2 separate regions of the Sus scrofa genome follow, and region 2 is linked to region 1. A link is a contact called in public HiChIP or PLAC-seq data. All regions are on one chromosome and are shown on one strand. Each heading gives the region's core, a stretch centred on a gene start, on an enhancer-like site or on the middle of the called end of the contact. The rest is flanking DNA. Distances are from core to core; before and after follow the strand shown. Region 1 holds the start of NUMB (protein numb homolog). Region 2 holds the start of LIN52 (lin-52 DREAM MuvB core complex component).

Region 1 (3,873 bases), core at 29-2,528:
TGAGGGAGATAACAAACCATGCAGTTTTAGACTTCTTATTGCTTGCTGGCAAAGGAAAGAAGGGTAAATAGAAGAAATATGGAACAAAGAGTTAGCAGGAAGAAGTAAGGAGCAAAGTCCAGATTCTTGGTTCCACAGCAAGTCCCCAACCATAAAGTGCTGTTTAAGAGGGAAGTACATCCTCAACCTGTTCCAGTCCATCCTTGAGTATGTTTCATGACCCATGGGGTTTATGTTATAGGTGGAATTGTGAGGAGGGTACATTTAAATCTGATTTAGAAACTGAAAGGGTAATTAGGTGAGCATTTTGTTATTTATGAACAGGCAGAGTGGGCAGAAATGAAAAAGAAAAGCAAAAAGCTAATGGTGGATATATTTCTAGGAGTACAAGAGTTTTTATAGCAACACCAGATTTCTCAAAAGTGCCTACTGTGATTTGTACCCAAATGAATAAAAAATGCAATCATTTATTCTTGTACATTGTGCCATGTGAGAAAAGAACTGCAATTCATTCAATGGTCTTAATTTAGACTGCTGGGAAGAGAGGTTCAGAAAAAAAGACAAGCTTTTAAAGTATCTGACACACATCTAGTAGGGCTATTTAAGAACTGCTGAGCATAGAAAGCAAGTTACGGGGAGCTGAATTCTCCTTTTCAGAGCATCACAAGGGTAAAATGTGGCCCATATAGTCCAAACTTGCTGATGGTTGCCTGGTCCCTTGCAGGAGACATCCAGCGCTGCGTCTGAAAGCTGCAGAACTCTCAACATACCACTTCAATTCATTAACGACGTTTATAACTGCAACCAAAGTGGACTAACTTCAGTGGTGGTTCTTTGCCCTTTAGCATGGAGATGAACTTTAAGGTAACTGAGCACCTTAGGACTTCAAGCGAAGAGGAGGAAATTTTCATCTACGTGCTTTTCTTTCAAGAAGCCGCTAATGAGTCTTTAAACGCCAACTCTGATGTTGCTGTTGGTAAGTACTGCCCTCTGGGTGAGCAGGCAGTGGTAAGTTTCTCCTTACAGAGAGGAAGTTGGAGAAAGGGATGTTTACAGAGTCAATTTTACAACAAAGAGTTAACCTTTCCCCTCCGACAATAAGCGCCTGCCCCTTCCTTGCTTTCTACTGCGCAACCAAACTGCCCAAGCTCGAACCAACAGTCGCCGCCACATCCCTTGCAGGTTGATTTAATAGACACTTTCTGCAGCCTATCAGGATTTCGAACTGCCCAACCGTCAACCAATTACAACTAAAGCTGGGCTTGGGACGGTCCAGGTCCGGGAGGGGGCTAATACCGGGTCCAGGAAAAGGGGCGGTAAGGAAGCTATGACGGACGGGTAAACTAAGCCAATAAGAGCAGAGAGCTGTATCACCACTATCCAATGGAGAGGTAGGAAGTGTGAAACGGGGTGGGCCTGTTGTCATGGGGGAGGTGGTGGCGCTTGGTGGCTGCCGGCGGCCGAGGTAGAGGCAGTGGCGCTGGAGTTGGTCGAGGATAGCGGCAGGTGAGTGCCTGTAACGCGGGCCTGAAGGCTGAGGGCCATCTCCGAGCGAAAACTCCAGCTCGGTCATCCGGAGGCGGAGGCCTGCGGAAGGGGGCCTGGGCTGCAGGCCGGGTCGGGCCCGGGCCGGGGCCAGGGCGGGGGCGGTGGCCGCGAGTTCGCGCTGACTGGGCTAGTGCGAGAACCGCCCGGCTCCCGGCGGCGGAGTTCGCGCTGGCAAGGTAGGCTGGGGCCGGACTCAAGCGAGTTGGGCCGGGAGCTTCCTTGGGACGCCCAGCCAGCCGCTCGGGTCTGGGGCACTGACTGGCTGCGGGTGTGTGAGGGGTAGGTCCGTAGGGAGACGGGAGCGACTGGGCTCCTAGAGAGGGGATGGCGGGTTACGACTTGGTCCGAGGGCAGGGTGACTCGGGAATACCCAGGACAGCTTCGGAGCGAGGAAAAAGTGGAAACAGGGAATCCCGGGAGCGGCCCGAGCGGAGAAAGCCGGGGAGGGGCTCGGGGGGCCGTAGACTGGGAGTGGCTTGGGTTCGAGAGAGAAGAGAGACCGAGGGAGGTCGGGGTCCAGGGTACTGGGAGCAGCCGGGGTCGGAGAAAGGGCGTCTAGGAAAGACAGGGAGGGGGCTGAGCACCCTCCTGAGAAGGGCGGCTGTCCGAGGGAGAAGCGCTCTTGGACTGTTACGGATCTTCGGAGGGTCTGACCCATGGAGATCTTGAACAAGTTAGGAACCGGAGCGCCCTGCCCCCCACCGCTGGTCTGGGATGGAAGATCCTAGATCAGACTGGGAACTCCTGGGTCTGAGGATCCACAAGAGATCAGGGGAAAAAAAATCCTCATGGGGGTAGCTTGGGTTTGACGTCAGGGTGAGGGGTCTAGCTGAGGAGTGGAAGTTCTCTCAGCTGGAGTTAAATCAAGGAAAATGATACGGGTAGGCGGGGAAAAGTAGTTTCCTTGTAGGAAGGGAGTAGAAGATAGGGCGTAGTAGGAAGGAGCCAGAAAGTTGCCCAGGAAGCGTGGTCTTGTGGAAACTGGCCAGAACCGTAGATATGAGAAATTAACATAGGGCCCTTAATAGGTTGTAAGGACCTAAGAAATAGAAGTTTCAGCTTCACAATACTAAGATGCCATCTAGGATCAGAGAAAGTGTTTTAAGAGCAAGGTTGTGACTCGCATTCCATTGCTTTAGAAATTTGTTTTAGGACGACAGCAATAATGCTAGAAAATAAGGACGTTGGCAGGATGGGAGATTTGAATGGGAAAAGGAGTAGCCGAGATAAAGGAGTAGGACTGCGGACTTGATCAGCAAGAGGAGGGGCATGAAGAGGACAGACTTACTTATGTCAATTTAAAAATAAGTTTGAATTCTAGTTCCACCACCTAGCTTCGACAACTTAACCTCTCTCTGTGCTGAAGTTTCATCTGTATAATAGAGTTCCTACTTTTAAGGGTTGTTTTCTCATGTGAGTTAATGTTTTGTGGAACTTTTAGGCTGATGACTGGCACAGAGTAAGCACTGTGTACTGGATTATCAAATGTGTAGAAGATAAAGGAAGACCTGAATTCCTTAATGCGGTTGTTCTCAAACTTTGATTTGCACCAGAATCACCTGGAGGACTTGTTAAACAGCAGTCTGCTAGCTCTACTGATTCAGTTAGGGCTGGGTTTGGGTCTGAGAATTTGCATTTATCTCAGGTGATGCTTGTATTGGTCAGGGGACCACACTTCAAGAACCTCTTGCTTTTTTGAAAAGAGTAATAATACCAACCTTAAAATACCTGTCTGCCCTGCTAGGGATGAGTAGAAGCAACTTGCAAAAGAAAAAACCCAAAAACCTAATATAAGAGAAACCCTGTCCTAAGTCTATGTTTTTCAAACTGTAGATTATGATTCATTAGTAATTTATAAAATCAATTTAGTGGTCTTACCACCAGTTTTGAAAATGAAATTAAATAGAAAAGAATTGACTAGCATTTCACATGGTAATGGAAAATATTGTTTTGGGAAATTTAGTTCACACATGTGTACTAGATCAGAATGTAAAATGTATTTCTCATAGTCAAAAGAGATATAAAAAACTCTTTTTGCCATGCATTGGAACCCTTCAGTAGGAGCATTCAGGGACTGGGTTTATTATTTATTTTTTGTTTTGTGGTAATTCTTCTCAGGTGGTGATACATTCTATCAGGTTTCTTCAGTTTCTGATCTGGTTTCTCCTGTGTTTGCCTTATCACATATGGTGTTGTGCTTCTTTTAGATATTGAGGCTCTTTGGCGTGAGGACTAAAGGGAATTTGAGGCAGAGAAATGAAATTGAATGGTCTTTCTTGATGTGGTCCACTTTTGTTTCACTTGTGCCGTTTTGGTTACCTTTTC
Region 2 (4,095 bases), core at 426-2,925, 580 kb before region 1:
CGCGGCATATGGAGGTTTCCAGGCTAGGGGTCTAATCAGAGCTGTAGCTGCCAGCCTACGCCAGAGCCTCAACAACTCAGGATCCCAGCCGTGTCTGCGACCCACACCACAGCTCACGGCAACGCCGGATCCTTAATCCACTGAGCAAGGCCAGGGATAGGACCTGCAACCTCATGGTTCCTAGTCGGATTCGTTAACCACTGAGCCACAATGGTAACTCCTCTTTTGACTCTTTACACCCATAATTTCCTCTGCAGTACGTACCCATGCTCAAAAAACTTAACACTCAGTTAAAACTTAAGACTAAGTAATACATTATTTATGTATATATCTAATCATTCATTCAATAAATGTGAATTGAAGACCTACTTCCTGCCAGGTACTGTGCTAAGCCCTGGGATCCAACTATGAACATGACAGTCTTGGAATTTACAAGCTAGTGTGAAAGGGGCAAAGTTAACAGAATAACTATGCTGTGGATGAGGGTACTGAGATAGAATAATGGTGAAGTGAGGCAACTCCAGAAACAGATACAGTGTTCTGGGAAAGCCTTTTTGGGAGGTGACATTTAAATGAAACTGAAAAAATATTACATGTTTGATTAATCTTTTCCTCTCCCAAAGCAATTAGAATAATAATGCCTTTCGAATAGTGGATCTCAGCATAGCTTTCCAGGCCTCAACTTCCTCATTCTTGAAATGAACTTCCAAGATTCCTTCCATACACAAAATTCCTTTGTTTGAGAGAAAACTAAGTATAAGTGAAATGGACGTGGAGATGCAAAACTGAGTTTAGAAACGACTGCAAGCATTTTGTCGAGGCAAAAACTGAGCTTAGAAATGACTGCAAGACCCTAACCCTAAAGCAGAACGGAGCGCAAAACCCTGTGGATATACCAAAACCACTTAATTGCTACCTCAGATGACTTGCTTCTTATACAACATATAAGCAGAAATCATTCATTCACTCAGCCTTAGGAAACAACACATAACATAGAAGAAAGACGCTGAGTGAATGAATGTGCATGACTACACTAAAAAGCTCAATTGTCATTTTCCTAGGGACTCTCACTGAGAGGGACCAAGAGGGGTCTCCTGCTTCCCTTGCTGCCAGAACAACGGTCCCAATCCGAGGAGGGAGGAGAGAATCACATTTTCCTTGCGGTTCAATCCCGAGATTAGGTCTGCCACCAACCCTAGCTAGCGTGAGAGAATCGTTCCAGATGCTCAAAGAGAATCGAACCTTCAAAGGGGCGCCCTGAGAAAGAGAAAGCTACACTGAGACACCTCCTTTACCCCAGCAGTATCTCCTCCTTGGCCCTCAGCCTCACTCAAATGCGGCTAAAGGAGGACCAGAGAGGCCCTCCTTGTTTTGCCCGGAATGGGTCCCAATCGGGTGCCCTACTCCATCCGCCTGGCACACTGCAAAGAAACTGGGCACCTCCGGAGCCTCTGTGAAGAACCAGCGAGCTGAAGACGCACCCACATACCGTGGGAAAGTAAAAGGGAAAGGCGAGAAGGCCACGAAAAAGGTGTAAGTTAGAGGGGCAGACGGAGAGATTCTCTCTGAGCATCTGTAAGTTCCCAGGAGAACAGAGAAGGAGGTCGCAAGCGAAGGGTCTATAAGCCGGCTCTTACCGTCTGTGGGAGACGCCATCTTCCAACCCATGTCACGTGACGTTGCCAACCGTCGGCGGGAAAGCTAGGGTCCATAAGCCACGCCCCCAGAGAGAAACCCTATTCCCCAACCCTCTGTCCTGTCTCGTTTCCCCGCCCCATAGGGTAATCTTCCGTAGCCCCGCCCCCAGGGCTAGCCACACCCCCTCGCGCTGTGGATGTGCTGGCGCTGCTGAAAATTCTTGCAGAGTCCTATTTACTTTCCTCAGTGAGTGGGTGGGGCTGCGGCCATGCCTGTGGCCAATCGGAGTTCCGAATTCGGGGGCGTCTTCCTCGTGCTCTCAATATAGAGTATCCAAGTCAGGGGCGTCTTCCCCACCTCCGCCAGCAGAATTTGTTGAGGCGGGAGGAGGCGAGAGCTCTATCACTTCTGACCAATCGCATACGCCCAGAACTGGGCACTGAGGGCGTGGAGTCAGTGTTAAGGCGTGTGATTGGCTAGGGGAAATAGTCCTCTCCACCAATGAAGAGGTTCGGCAGGATGGAGGGGCAAGGCCTAGCAGCAGTAGTGTTTCTGGACAGTCTCACAGAAAGGCGTGGGGGGCTGAGAAGAGGCAACCGAGAACCATGGCGGCGGTGCTGGCTGCGGCGGCAGTGCGGGCCCGGATCCTGCAGGCGAGTGAGGGTGGCGCCAAGGGTTCATGAAACTAGGAATTCAGTCCTTTCCATCCGCTTTGTGAACCAACCCCCCCTTGGCCGACCCTCCTATTCCCATCGGACCTGAGCGGCCCTGTCCCACATCTCACTCGGTATCCACTTGCGTTGGATCCAGCCCTGGACTATTACCCGTGGCCTTTTTATTCTTGAGCCTACCCCTTTCAGGCTTTAGACCATTCTCCTCCTCCAGCCGTGCCCGGTCCCTGCCCTCACCTCTGTAGGTCTGCCCACCGTCTTTCCCTTTCACCTCTGCACCAACCACCTCTCTGCTCCAGAAGCTCCTTTTCTGGTCGCCTTTCTTGGCATTCTCTGGGAGCGTCCAAATTGTTCCCTTCCCCAACCCTACTTCACTCTATAACCCGAGGTAAAGGCGTGGGCGGAGGGGAGGAGGAGGAAGGACTTGAGGGGTGAGGGTCAGTGAGTGAACTTTGAGTCTCCTTCTAGAAGTGCACACTAAGCTTTCCCTCAAAGCAGCCATTTGCTGAGCTATCTTCCCCAGCTTTGGCTCTGTATTTTCTTTTTTTCTTTTCTTTTTTTTGTCTTTTTGCCTTTTCTGGGGCCGCACCCGCGGCATATGGAGGTTCCCAGGCTGGGGGTCTAATCGGAGCGGTCTTCGCCGCCCTACGCCAGAGCCACAGCAACGCTAGATCCGAGCCCCCTCTGCGACCTACACCACAGCTCACGGCCACGCCGGATCCTTAACCCACTGAGCAAGGCCAGGGATCAAACCCACAACCTCATGGTTCCTAGTCGGATTCATTAACCACTGAGCCACGACGGGAACTCCGTGGTTCTGTATTTTCCACAAGCTAGGCTGTCCTCTTGGCTTGCTGAGACTTTGAGTTTAACTTTTGCTCAGCCAAGTTAGTGTTTATGTTGGCGGTGAATAAGGACACATAGTTAATGCTACCCGGTTTGTTCCAAGCACATGCAAAGGACTAAACACCTCTGAAACAAGTGGCAGAAAATAAAAGCCAAGGAAAACAGGTGTAACGTTCTAAGTTCCCACTCCAAAATCACCTTAGTGTGACTCAGTTCTGCCCTCAGAGGTGGGGCTGGGAGTGGAGGTGGAGGGACCAGGTCCTCTCTGAAGCCAGCCTAAGGGCAGACAGTAGATAGAGCTACAGGAGCTGCCTGCCTGAGACCTGTGATTTCCAACTATTCATACATAGCTTTTCCTATGTTGTCCACAGCCTAGCAAGGACTTGGATTTTGAGGTGAGATTTGCCACAGGCAACATTCAGGAATCTGCAAAAAACAACGTTGCTTTTCTTACTCATTATATCAAACCTAAGAAAGTCTTCCTCTATACTACTGGACTTTTAGATAGTATTCACCAGATTTCAGTGAGTTCTACTGCAGAGACTATGCATTTTAAAGATTCTTAGCAGAGTCAGCAAAAGTTCCTGTTTAAATATGCTATTTAATGGGACAGTGTGAAGAAAGGGTTGGAAGGGTTTGTCAAGTGATCTGGTTTCACGCATATTTATTTTTCTTTTTTCTTTTTTTTTTTTTTTTTCAATGGCCACACCCTTGGCTGTTGAAGTTCCCAGTCAAGGGATTGAGAGTTTTAACCAAGCCATAGAAGCAGCAATGCTGGATCCTTGAAACCACTGTGCCAGGATTGAACCCATTCCTCAAAGCAAACCTAGTTGCTGCAGTTGGATTCTCAACCCTGTGCAACATTGTGGGAACTCCCATTCATATTTCTTGATGTGATCCTAGTTCTGTTTTTCTAGTATCTTTTTCGTTTTTAGTAATC

What was found. HiChIP or PLAC-seq counts read pairs in DNA pulled down with a chosen protein or histone mark.
Region 2: a contact with region 1 is called in an H3K27ac HiChIP or PLAC-seq map of skeletal muscle, with 4 times the contacts expected there. The contact joins the promoter of LIN52 here to the promoter of NUMB in region 1. A contact is called at or near these places in 1 of 5 promoter capture datasets (fetal liver) and 2 of 2 datasets of contacts at active chromatin or transcription factors (alveolar macrophages and skeletal muscle).

What each region holds. Positions count from the first base shown.
Region 1 is chr7:96,796,095-96,799,967 of Sscrofa11.1, reverse strand. It overlaps NUMB (protein numb homolog), which reads left to right and starts at 1,278. Exons shown (of 9, transcript XM_021099490.1): 1 at 1,278-1,506.
Region 2 is chr7:97,379,930-97,384,024 of Sscrofa11.1, reverse strand. It overlaps LIN52 (lin-52 DREAM MuvB core complex component), which reads right to left and starts at 1,675. Exons shown (of 6, transcript NM_001185836.1): 1 at 1,638-1,675. The coding sequence starts at 1,668. It overlaps ALDH6A1 (methylmalonate-semialdehyde dehydrogenase [acylating], mitochondrial), which reads left to right and starts at 2,140. Exons shown (of 12, transcript XM_005656399.3): 1 at 2,140-2,291. The coding sequence starts at 2,244.